2 separate regions of the Mus musculus genome follow, and region 2 is linked to region 1. A link is a contact called in public HiChIP or PLAC-seq data. All regions are on one chromosome and are shown on one strand. The core of a region is the stretch at or near the end of the contact, and the rest is flanking DNA. Distances in the headings are between cores, read along the strand shown. Region 1 holds the start of Gng2 (guanine nucleotide binding protein (G protein), gamma 2). Region 2 overlaps Gm29899 (a long non-coding RNA gene).

The links. HiChIP or PLAC-seq counts read pairs in DNA pulled down with a chosen protein or histone mark.
Region 2: a contact with region 1 is called in an H3K4me3 HiChIP or PLAC-seq map of stem cell-derived neural progenitor cells, with 8 times the contacts expected there. The contact joins the enhancer-like site here to the promoter of Gng2 in region 1. A contact is called at or near these places in 11 of 39 promoter capture datasets (the 3T3-L1 cell line, cranial neural crest, embryonic stem cells and 7 more), 1 of 484 Hi-C or Micro-C datasets (embryonic stem cells), 5 of 115 datasets of contacts at active chromatin or transcription factors (embryonic basal ganglia, embryonic stem cells, epiblast stem cells and 1 more) and 1 of 9 other capture datasets (adipose tissue).

The regions. Positions count from the first base shown.
Region 1 is chr14:19,975,104-19,981,428 of GRCm38.p6, reverse strand. Gng2 (guanine nucleotide binding protein (G protein), gamma 2) reads left to right here and starts at 4,180. Exons shown (of 4, transcript NM_010315.4): 1 at 4,180-4,471.
Region 2 is chr14:19,736,651-19,742,954 of GRCm38.p6, reverse strand. It overlaps Gm29899 (a long non-coding RNA gene), which reads right to left. Exons shown (of 4, transcript XR_874386.1): 4 at 76-212. Among named protein-coding and RNA genes, the nearest start is that of Nid2, 11 kb to the left of the region's middle. Within about 2 kb of position 4,669, at least 61 of the 459 cell types and tissues checked have an H3K27ac peak or open chromatin away from gene starts, as enhancers often do. A contact at or near this core is called in stem cell-derived neural progenitor cells, where this site is marked.

The DNA of each region.
Region 1 (6,325 bases), core at 2,931-5,430:
AATGAGTTTGGGGATTTGGCATACGAGAGGCTCAGGGACAGCTTTGAGGCAGTGAAGACTTTGGGGTGTGCAAAATATGTCAGAAGTGTTCCTGGTTGTACAGTACCCTCTTGTAACGTTCCTCCAGAGATTCAAGGACAGAATGGCTTTCCTTCCTGTTTTCTATCTCATTTTAATTTTTTAAATTAGTTTTTGTCGCCAGACTATGCTTCTTTATAAACATTTCAGTGCCAAAATGGAACAAGACGTTGCCCCAGACTTCTTTAGGGTTGCCTACGTAACAGATATTCAGAATTTGGTGTACATATAGCGCGGTTTCCTGGAGTTTGTAGAAGAGAGAGGGAGAGAGGAGGGTGGGATTGTGACTTTACACTCCAGCTAAGTAATCATCTCAGACATCACCCCCCCCGCCCCATCTCAGACATTCCCCCCCCCGCCCCATCTCAGACATCCCCCCCACCCCATCTCAGACATTCCCCCCCCCGCCCCATCTCAGACATTCCCCCCCCCCGCCCCATCTCAGACATCCCCCCCACCCCATCTCAGACATCCCCCCCACACACACAGTGGCCAAAGAAATACAAAGGTGTGAGAATTTCTGCCAGCAGTTGTTGCTTTTCAGTATGCAAACTTCTATGAACTAACTGCTACATTAGTGAGGAAAACACAAAACGGGGCCCCTGACAGAGGGGTGAGACAGACGTACAGTGGATCAACATTAAAACAACTGTGTTGAAGGAGAGTCGGGGGCAGGGCAGAATGACCCTGCAGAGGAGAGACCCTGCTCTGCCTGCCTACTTGGCCAGGGGAGATTTTCTTCTTTTTCATGCTGTGACAAAATCCCCAAGAGAAGCCACTTAAGGAAGGAAGGCATCAGAGGTCATCATCTATAGTGGACGGGACAGCATGGCAGAGGAAGTATGCAGCCTACTTTTTCCCCTTCTTCCCTGTTCATTCAGTCTGGGCTTTTATTCCATGGAATGATGCTCCCCCCACCCCCCCCATCCCCTGACCCCAGCTAAGCGCCTCTGGAAACATCTTCACAGACACTTCCAGAGATATCTTCTTTTAAATTCAAGTTGACAACAAAAGTTAGCCATCGAAGAAGTCTTCTAAGAAAGGCTGTGTTGAGTGACAAACAGGGGCTCTCCAGAATACATCCTAGAGAGAAGGATGAGGGTGTGTCTGGAGATAGATATAGTACGTTGTCAGGGTTCAGAGGTGGGGGCTGGACGGCAGACTCTACCCACTGGTAGACATGAGACTGAAAGAGGCAATAAGGCTGGAGTGTAGACGGGTGGCATCATGTAGGGTCTGGCGTGCTGTGCCGTGGGAAGGGCAGAAAGGTAGCAATGAAAGCAGGGCAGTGACATGGTCAGCTCTTCATTTTGGAACTGAAATTCTGTTAAGGATGACTTAGAAGAATGGCTGGAGGTAGAGGCCTATAGTAGAAAACATTGCAGCCACACAGGGAAACCCAAAGCAGTGGGGACAGAAGGTGGTGGCAGGGGAGGAGAGAGGGACAACCTGGGTAAAGAGGTAATTTGGAGGTAGCCATCAAAGACTGATTTACTTTGAAATAGCAAAGAAAAGGGGGTATGCAGTTATCCTAACACTGTGTGTACAGTTGGTTTGATGTGCCTTCTTAAAGAAAATGGAGACTATAGAGAGAGGAGTAGGCGTCAAGTAATATTTAGAGCTCCTATGAACTGCTAGCCAGAATGCTCAAAATTATAGGAAAATGGGGACATTAGGCTAAAATGATGCCCTTTGTGTCCCCATCAGCCACCACTATCAGATAAATGTAAGACATACAGCAGGGTATTACTTTCTGCAAATGAGAACAGTGGTGAATGTTTTCAGATTTTTATCTCTGAGTCAATGGAATGTATGTAAAGTAGCTTTCATCTGACAATTGATTGCACAAGCATTTCACATAAGTAAGAGGCTCACCTTTTCCCCTATGAAATGGGTACATTGTAGGCCGGGTGTCAGGGCCTCGTATGCTTGTGTTCCAACTCTAAGCTGGATTAATCTCTTCCCCTGGAGGAGCTACACACCCACACGTGACTCTTGCCTCCTGAAAGAAGAAGCTGCTGGGACAGAAATCAATGAGGCTAATGACAGGAAGGGGACATCTTAAAATCTGGGTTTTTAGTTTGAGGAGTTTGGTCGGTCTCTCCTGGAGCCCGGCAGATGAATCTCCTGGGAGGTTTATGACCAGAGTAGAGGGGATACGTTAGGAGGCAGGCACAAATTCCTAGTGATTTCTTGTTTAAAAGATTTTTTTCTAAATAAAAACTTAATAGAAATACCAACCCCTTTCTCATGGAGAGGAGTGAGGGAGGGAGGGAGGGAGAAAGGGAGGGAGGGAAGGAGAGTCTCTTAGCTGGATTAAAAGTAAAGATTTAAAATTTGGTTTAAAATTGACCAAAGTCTTGTTTTTATAATTTCCCCAAACTTTTGAGACCTCCCCCCCCCCTTAGGCTTAGCATTACACACACACACACTATTTTATATATATGTATGTATATATACTTTATGTTGGACATTTCTGGTCTCTTACAATAAAAAAAGATTTCTGAGAAACTTCATGGAACTTGAAATCAAAACAAAAGGAATCTTGGGATTGTTTGAGAACACTCACTGAGAGTAACTTTTGCGCCTGCCAGAATGACATTCGGTAGTCCCCAGGGTGTGCGAGGAAGGCACAGCTGATGAGCCTGCATCAATCTAGATTTTCCTGTCAGATTCCCTCCTGGTGAGTGAAGGTAGGACAGGGCCTTCAAAATACAGTAGCAGATTGCTTCTAATGCTTGAGAAGGTTAGCTTTCTAGGCCTGGCTTCTGAGAGAGGATGGATTTATTTATTAATTACATTTGAGACAGGGTCTCACCATGTAACTCAGAGGAGCTTTGAGCTCAAAGTGATTCTGTTGTCTCAGGCTACAGTACTGAAACTGCAGCTATGACTACCATGCATCACCTCCCTTCAGGAGCAAGGATTCCCTCCTCGCTGCCCTGCTGGTGTTTAAAATGTACCTTCCCCCAAAGTGCTTCCTTAATCCAGAGAAAGAATAACTCAAACCTGGGGTAAATTGTTGCCACAAGCATCAGGGCTCAGCTGTGAACATAACTGGGGGAAGCCAGGGGAACAAACACTGGTGTCCGACCGGCTGTTGACTGTCCGAGCCACTTGTCACCTGAGTTTCAGTCTCTTGTAAATAATAACCGATAGTATGTAATTGAGTATTTTCTCTGCTCTGGGAACTATTTGAAGCACCACGTATCTGTCTGGTCTTACTTCCTTCTCAGATTTTTCCACTGTGAAATATGGTATGATTTTTGCAAGTGGGGAAACTGAGGCATATAGACATTAAGTCATTTGTCTAAGTTTACAGGCAGGAATGACAGCTCAGATTTTAACTCTGGAGGACAGACTGACAATGGTTCTCTTTATTCATGACACTATCCTATTGTCTGAAACAAAGGGCAAAAGAGGCCCCTCAGCCCTACCAATATTAGGTGGGTGGTAGAGGAGGGGATCTATGGCTGGACTGGGAATCCGGGCCACTCAGACCACACCCCTCCCTTCATTCACACTCTCCTCGGACTGTTCTCACTGCTAGATCTACCTCAGCATTGCAGGACTTGGCTTAGCTCACACGTCCCAGAAGTCCTGCGGGTGCCATTATTTTCTAAGCATATGGGTTAAATAAAATCTCAGTGGTAGGGAGACCTTGGGGGAATGAAGCTCCGGAAAGGTTGGCTGGCCACAGAGGAAAAACTCGGCAGCAAGAGGCTGCAAGCTGCTTGGGAATGCAGATAGGCCGTAAATTAGAAGGCGCTGCTGGCTGGCCCCGGATCTCAGGACCAGAGTCTACGCCGGCCCAATAAATACAGTAGCTTCAGTTCAGAATGAGAAAGCAGTTTGGGTGTTGAGGAAACCCACTGAGGCACTGTGTGGACACTGTTGGGAGATGAGCGCTGGGAGATAAGAAAAGGACTGAGAAGACAGTGCAGTGGGGATGGAAGGGCGCTGGAAAAAAGGGGTCCAGGGGATTAGAGCCAAATTAGCATCAGCAGCAGACAAAGCCACTTAGAGGAAGCCCTGAAGTGGTGGGAGAAGCAAACGAGAAAGCTGGCTTGCTACCCGATACTAAGAGAGGAGGAAGTGGGAGATGAGCTGCTTCCTGTAGGAATGAGGATTGAAGACAAAGCTGGGTGGGGACTCAGGCTTGGGCTTCAGGGGCTGCTATACAGACAGACACACGACGCCTCTCGGTGGGCAACTCCTACTACGGCTGGGCTGGGCTGGGCAGGGCTTCGCTGCGCTGGGCTGGGCTGACTGGGCTGGGCTGGGCTGGGCTGGGCTGGGCTGGGCTGGGCTTGGGCTGGGCGGGCCGACCTCACCACCCATCTGCTCCGCCAGGGGAAGCTGCTCTCTAACCAAGCCTCCGGAGCCAAGCAAGGTAAAGGACACGTTTTCCATGTAGCTCCTTTTGAATTGAGATGAAGTGACCATGCTTGTGGGTTTTGGGGTGGATTTCTTAGGGAAGCGAGGAACATTGATTCAGGCTTGGGGGAAATGATTAAGATGGGATTTTAATTTTTTTTTTTTTTTTCGAGAACGATGGTCAGATTTGTGACACATTTTGTTCAGGGTGTGGGGAACCACCCTCAGTGTTTAGGAAAACAAGCTGAATGTAAGAAGTGGTTTGTTTAGCTGGCTCAGCAGACCGACAGGGCTGAGTTGCAGTCAGCTGGGGTGCGAAGCTGCAGTCTGGGCACCCGAGCGTGGCAGACCCTTGTTTTGGGGTGTAAGTGGTGAAAGATGTTAAGCACACTCATATACGTATGTATTTCGGTGAGCCGTCTCTTTGCAACATTATGGCTGTGGTTTGGCTGTGAGGATGTTGGGTTCTTTTGTACATAGATTTTTACCAACAAAGGCTCGCATTTCGAGAGCGAGGGGCCAGTATTTACCTCTAAGGAACTAGTGTCTTCCTCTCCTTGCTGCTACCATTTGTTAGTAGGTCTTACCCTAAAGTTGCATCCTTATTTAAAGGACCATGGCCGGCCTATAACTTGCTGAAAATCGGATACCGGTGTGTAAATGGATTTTATGCCTGTATGAATTTTATCCATCTCTAGATCAAAACGATTGTTAATTCTAGACAGAGATAATATCGAAGTGAGCTGGTTTGTTTCCTTGTCTGTGTATGCTGTACACTGAGTTAATACAATCAGAACACAGTTTTTATTCTGTAAATTTTCTTAAGCACTGGATGCTGATAATGAGTCTGGGATAGTAACTGGTTTGCGTTTATGAGTGATATATATAAAAGTACAATAAAGAGGTCTAACAGGCTTGAACTGAGATTATGGGCTTTTTTGGCAGAACATGTAGGATAAACAGTTTAATAAACTGTGTCATAATTTTTAAAAAATCTTCAACAAAAGTGTAGTTAAGCATAAGAAAGCATTGATTAAAATGATTTTTACTTTTTTATATACAATAAAAGGAGATAGTTTTTCAAAGCAAAGAAAGAGCTTCGTGTGGTAGAATGAAAACAATAAAATGGCATGTTTGAATACTCATGAATTATTAAAATACAAGTTTCTTTTTTTAAGGTCCAAATAATACCAGTGGAGAAAATATGTACTTTTGTGATAAAACCATTGTCAGTTGAAGAAGCCACACAATTGAGATTCAGTTTTGTTTTGTCACCTTTATGAAATTCATTTAGCTTCTCAGAATTTGTCGAGTAGCGGTGCATTTTCTGAGACAGGAAGCTTTCATGGACACTGAAGAAATAAATTTCTATTTTCCTGAGCATGTGTAGGAGTTGCTGTAACCATGGGCTCTTGGGAAGGCTTTCTTGAATTTAATCAAAGCGAGTCATTTCAGGATTCTAAAGTCCCCATCGCATCCTAAAGTGAAATATGTAGCTTCATTCTTCTGGATGGAGACCTAGGCTAGATCTAGAGTCTGGTGATCGCACTGTGTGTCCCTAACTGAAATAGGAAGCTGGGCCTCTGGGCTATAAGGACGGCAGGACTTTCCTTTCATACTGATTCGTCTACAGCCTGTGTTCGCAGATGATGCGACACCCTGCTTTGTTTGGGGATGTCTAGAAAATGTGTGTTACCCCTCCCATGTGTCTCACGGGAGAGTGAGGTGATGAAACCCTGGCCAGTAGGCATAGTAGAGTCAAGGGTGCCCTGCTATCTGTCTGAAAACACCTAAGAGCTGCCTGTTTTGTGCACAGCAGAAAACACTTCCTTAATTGTTAAATTTCAGCTCAAGGCGGAACGTGAGTGAG
Region 2 (6,304 bases), core at 3,420-5,919, 240 kb after region 1:
TTCTTATAAAGAAAAAACATTTCATTGGTGCTGGCTTACAGTTTCAGAAGTTCAGTCCATTATCATCATGGCAGGAAGCAGGGCACTGTGCAGTCAGACATGGTGCTGGAGGAGCTGCAAGTTCTACGTCTTGTTCCAAAGGCAAACAGGAGGCGATTGTCTTCCTCAGGCAGCCATGAGGAGGCTCTGGATCACAGTGGCCAGACTTGAGCCTATATGTGAGACCTCAAAGTTAACACCTCCACCGTGACACACTTCCTATTACAAGGCTACACTTCCTAATAGTGCCATGTCCCTCGAGCCAAGCATATTCAAACCCCCACATGTCTATTTCGAATATTAATTGTACAGCCTGGGAGAAGAGAGGGCAGAGGCCAGTCTGTGACATTATGAAGAACAAAGGGCAGGGTCAGTGTGGGGTCAGATGGTCTCTGCTCTTTCAGAGTTTGGGAAGAAGTGGAGGTTATGTATGTGAAAGCAGGTTAAAGTGGCAAAACATTGTAGGTGGGCACATTTGATAGATATTCGTGTAGACAACGTGAATCATTTTCTAAGCGTCCAAGTGTTTCAGCGCATCCCAGCAGCCGCTGTCTCACCTTAGACATACCTGTGCTAAAGATTCTCGTCCAAAAGCTGATGAAATCGTCACAACCCTTGCATTGGCAAAGGACTTTGTGATTTATGACTTATTTACTTTTTTATTTTATATGCATGAGTGTTTAGCCTCCATGTGTGTATGTGGACCACATTTAATTCTGGAGCTCTTAGAGTCAGAAGAGACAGAGTATTGTATCCCCTGGAACTGTGGTTACAAAGAACCATGAGCTGCCATGTATGTGGGTGCTGGGAAACCAAGCCCTGTCCTCTGCAAGAGCCGTAAGTGATCTTGACTACTGAACTATCTCTCCAGCCCTGAGTTTAGTGATTTCTTTTCCCTTTTCAGGGTCTCTCTGTGTAGCCCTGGCTGTCCTAGAACTTTCTCTGTAGACCAGGCTGGACTCTAACTAACAAAGATCCACCTGCCTCTGCCTCCTGAGTGCTGAGATTAAAGGTGTGCGCCACCACTACCAAGCAAGTTAATGAATTCTAATGCAAACTTTCCTGTGTATTATTTTACATAACTCATTCCAACATTGTAGACAGATCTGCATCAGCAACCTAGTGGGAAGGTCAGTTGACACGCTCAGAGCCACCCAGCTAGTCAGTGACTGTAGCTGATACATAGGAACCATGACTCTTTGGGACAACGACCTCCTTTTAGTGGCACTTGAAGCATTTGGCAGCCATGGTTAACAATTACAGACTCAAAGGAACAGAAAAAGAGCTCCCAGACTGCTAGGCTCCCGGCAGGAAGAAAGAGGTGGTCTAGTGCAAAGGTAGACCCTGGACAGGAGGCACTTGGGAACTGTAGATCCCATTATCTTGGACCTTGAGTGAGTGGTTGTGTGAAATGGCCACTTCATTAAGACAATCTAGTCTACCATAATCATTACCCAGGCTTGTTTACACAGAGCAGCTTGTCTGTACCTCTTATTTGCAAGACCTAATTTCTTAGGTCCACTCTTCAATAGAACTCAATAATAATACAGTGTATAGAGTAGGATTCTTCCTTAGAGAGTCTGAAAAAAATGGATCTGACAAAGAAAAGTTTAGCCTTCCAGTTTCAGTCAGCTTTGCAGCCCTTTGTATTGTTACCTAGGGGTCCCCTCCCCCAATCTCCCTTTTCTTTGCTTCTGAATTGTTACTTTGGTCCCCTTCTATCTCTCCCCTTTTTCTTGTTCCGACTTCATTCTTTTCTTTTCTTTTTTTTCTTTTTTAGTTTTTTTTGAGACACGGTTTCTCTGTGTAGCCCTGGCTGTCCTGGAACTCACTCTGTAGACCAGGCTGTCCTTGAAATCAGAAACCTGCCTGCCTCTGCCTCCCAAGTGCTGGGATTAAAGGCGTGCTCCACCACGCCTGGCTTCTGGCTTCATTCTTACTGCTCCTCTATTCTCTACATAAACTTTTTAAAAAAAGCAACCTGAGGCAATTTTACAGTATAATAATAATAATAATAATAATAATAATAAAATATGTTATTATTGTATATATACATTGTATGTATGTGTGTGTGTGTGTGCACAATGATGTTAGCATTACACTGCTTACAACTGAGGAGTGTATCGTCAGATACTCTAGTACTGCCTAGCATAGCATTATGAGTTACGTGTTTGAGCTTAAGCAGATACACTGAGTTCAGTCCAGAAACCTGTCAGGAGAGGCACCTTGCCCCGGCTGTAAAACACCTGTTTATCCAGTGTTTGTACATGGAAGAAGTTGAGAAACTTAAGGCAGACATGACTGAACAAGGCAAGGGGTTGGTTCCTGCAGTATGAAAGGAGAGTTGGCTGCTATTAAGGCTTGGCACACGCCATCCACAATATGGCGTGTGCTTATGAGTGCCTGGCTTCCCTTATGAAGCATTGGCCTCTGCCTCACCCATCTGCACTTATACAGAGTTTTCCTAACTGTAACTATGGACTCCCAGACTTCCCTCAGGAAACAAGAATATCACAGTTCCATCACCCTTCTGGTTTCAGTAGAGCGACTGCCAGTTTCAAAGCTGCTTCTCTTGACCTGACATAGCAAGGCCATGGGATAGGTTCAGAGGTGTGAGGAGCCTGGCGATGAGAACTTCCCTAGCATGCACACAGCCCTGGACCCCACCCCCAGCATGACAGAATGAAAGCTCACTTGTGAAGAGATTTCTAAAGAGAAAACATGAATTGAGTATATATGTTGATAGCATGTTTCTTTTTTGAAACGGTATTTTTAGATTTACATGCAATCATACTCATTTTGATGCACAGATCTCTGAGAGTGACAGTTGCTTAAGAGACGTGTGAGCAACGCCACAGTCAAGAGACACAGCTCTCTGTTCCATCCCCAATGACTTCCCTAGGGCTTCCACTTTCCCCGTCTGCCATCAGACTGTGTTCTCTAACCCTCTGCCACTGCTGTTTTTTCCACATCATATAAAAGGGAACATAGAGTTTTTGACAACTGGCTTCTTTCACTTAGCATAATGCCTTTGGCTTTCATTCACAGAGTTGCAAATATGCATGGCACATTTGACTTTTTTGCAGCCAAGTGTTGCACCGCACCAGTGTGTCACAGCTATCCATTCACCAGTTGAAGGATATGGCTGTGAATAAATGAGCTACAAATATTTGTGTGTGATTTTTATATGAAAATAAGTGCCTCCCTTTTTCTATAACTGGAGCTGTTGGGTCATTTACCAAGTGTGTGTTTAACTTATTAACAGTGCTTGCCCGCACCCCTGAGTGGCTGTGCCCCTTGCAGCCTCCAGTGATGTGTAAATGATTTAATCTTGCTGCGTCTGCTCCAGCATTCGGTGTGGTTGCTGCTTTATCCTCCTGCAGCCATGCAATCAGGATCGTTGGCACAAAACAGTATTATGTTATAGTTTTAACTTGTATTGTTCTAACTGTAACAACTAGTCATTATTTGATGTTGAGACCGTTACCTCTACATCCAGATGTTTGACATAGTGATGATTTTATTTCAGAGATGATACATGCTTGTTATTAAAAATAAAAACGATAACGGATTGTGAAGATTGGTGACACATGCCTTTAATTTCAGCACTGGGGAAACTGAGGCCCAAGAATTAAGAGTTTGAGTCCAGCGTGGGATGAAAGTGAGTTCGTGATGGCCCAGGAGACACTTTCTTGAAATTGAAAAGTCATAATTTGACAATTCCATGTTCCAAAATAATAACAATAGTACTTCTAGTATAAACTAGTAAAATTTGGGGTAAAATCTACTAGTATGGTTTAGTAATCTTAATCTTAGACCTCTGTGTTTGCTTGACTTGAAATAAAGGGAAAATGCCATCATGCTTTAAAAGTTCCTTTTATGCAGAGATAAGCACAGTTAATTGTACATTTGTTGTAAAAGATGAAATTACATATTTCATGCTTTGAGCATGTAGCAGTTATTTTAGTAACATATGATTAATTGAATTCTGCAGAGACATGAAACAAGGTCTAGTTGACTTCATGGTGATGCCTGAGGAAACTGAGTCTGGATAGTTGCAGTACCATAAGGGTGAGCAAGACGACCAAGAAATGCATGATGCTGTGTTGTTGCTTCCCTAGGCTTTCCCACATTAAGTAAGCTGATTCCAATGTGGAGCCACAATAATCTCATTAAAAGGCAATTCTTACTGCATCAGTCACTCCCACTAGCTTGTATAATATCCTCTGGGAAGCTCAAGTCCCACCAGTGTCCTCTTTTTTATTTATTTGATTTATGTCTAGTGACTTAACCTCAGACCCTGGTGTTTACTTAACTTGAAAGAAATAAAGGGAAGATCCAGTCATGCTTAGTGTTCCTTTCAGCCATAGATAGGCACACTTAGTCCTAGAAGGGCTACAGAGATGTAGAAAGAAGATGGACATTCTCTCCCTCTCCCCTTCCCCCCTCCCCCCTCCCCCTCCCCCTCTCTCCCCCAAGAGTATTTAATGTTTTGGTTGTCTAAGCAAATCTCTTGCAGCTGCAGCTGTTCAGTTCTCTGTTCGTGCCAAGGACCCTTTGTTTATAGTAAGTGCACCCAAGGAATTCTTCTTACACAAGTTGCACTACTTAAGCTTTTTTGCAAGTCTCAGACTTTATCACATCCACAGGGAAGCAGAGCCAGGCTCTTCTTTCTCAACATTCTTTCTGGTCAGAGCAGAATGAAGAGGATTTGATTTCGTGCACAGCAATTCTCAACCTAAGCCTGCTTGTGGTTTCCTCGGGCCTGTTTCTGAACGCACCCAACCCCATGCTGGATGAGGACCCTCAGAGGGGCCTGGGCAATGATGTTTAGTCCATCTGTTGAAGCTTTAAAGTCAGGAGAAATAAAAAAGCCAAAGAAACAGGAGAAATAACTGCAAAGACTGCAGAGGGACAGGAGGAGTGCCAGGCTCATGAGCCACTCAGGACCTCTCAGCACTGTGGGAACAACTAGTTGACACATTTACTCCCCCACCCTTGTTTTTGAACAAACAAACAAAGTCTTGCTATATAGCCTGGGCTAGCCTCAAACTCTTTATCTCCCATCTTTAGCCTCTCAAGTTCTGTGGCTAGAGGAATGCATCACCACACCTCTATTGTAGACCACAGGCATGCCTTTCCTTCCTTGTCTTTTCTTAGTGTGTGGGGTAAGTATGGGGCTGTGTGTGACTGTATGTGTGCCTGCCTGCCACCTCTCTCTCCTGGGAAAGGATCTCTCACTGGCCTAGAGTTCATAGCCTTGCTGGCTGCCAGTGAGTCTATCTTTTCAGTACTGGAATTTCAATCACAGGCCAGCACACCTGTTTGCCACTCTCCCTCCCTCCCTCCCTCCCTCCCTCCCTCCCTCCCTCCCTCCCTCCCTCCCTCCCTCCCTCTTTTCCTTTCTTTTTCTTATCTCTCTAGCCCCTAGACATACTTTTGTTTGTTTGTTTGTTTTTCTTTTTCTTTCTTCCTTTTTTTTTTTTTTTTTTTGGTTTTTCCAGACAGGGTTTCTCTGTGTAGTCCTGGCAGTCCTGGAACTCACTCTGTAGATCAGGCTGGCCTCGAATTCAGAAATCTGTCTGCCTCCCAAGTGCTGGGATTAAAGGCATGTGCCACCACTGCCTGGCTCCTAGACATGCTTTTAAGGCCCATGAATTTTGTTTAAAAATTAGTTATAGGGTCTGGGGAGGTGGCTCAGCAGAGAAGAACACTTGTGGTTTTAGAACCATCCCCAACTCCAGTTTCTGTGAACCAGACTCCCCCTTCTGGGCTCCCACAGGCCCCTGGCACACATGTATGCACATACAGGCAAAATATACACATAAAATGAGATAAATAAATCTAAAAATACTTTTCAAAAATTGATTATCACAAGCTGGATATGCTGGTGCATGCTTTTAATCCCAGCAGTCAGGAGGCAGAGGCAGAGGCAGAGGCAGAGGCAGAGGCAGAGGCAGAGGCAGAGGCAGAGGCAGAGGCAGAGGCAGAGGCAGAGGCAGAGGCAGAGGCAGAGGCAGAGGCAGAGGCAGAGGCAGAGGCAGAGGCAGAGGCAGAGGCAGAGGCAGAGGCAGAGGCAGAGGCAGAGGAGGCAGAGGCAGAGGGATTTCTGTGAGTTTGAGGTCAGTGTGGTCTACATAGTGAATTCCAGGACAGCCAGGGCTACATAGTGAAGCCTTGTCTCAAAATTAATTAATTTAAAAAAATTGTTATCTTTTTTTTGACCAAAGACTCAAAATGGCATTGTTTCAGAGATGAAGCTTCT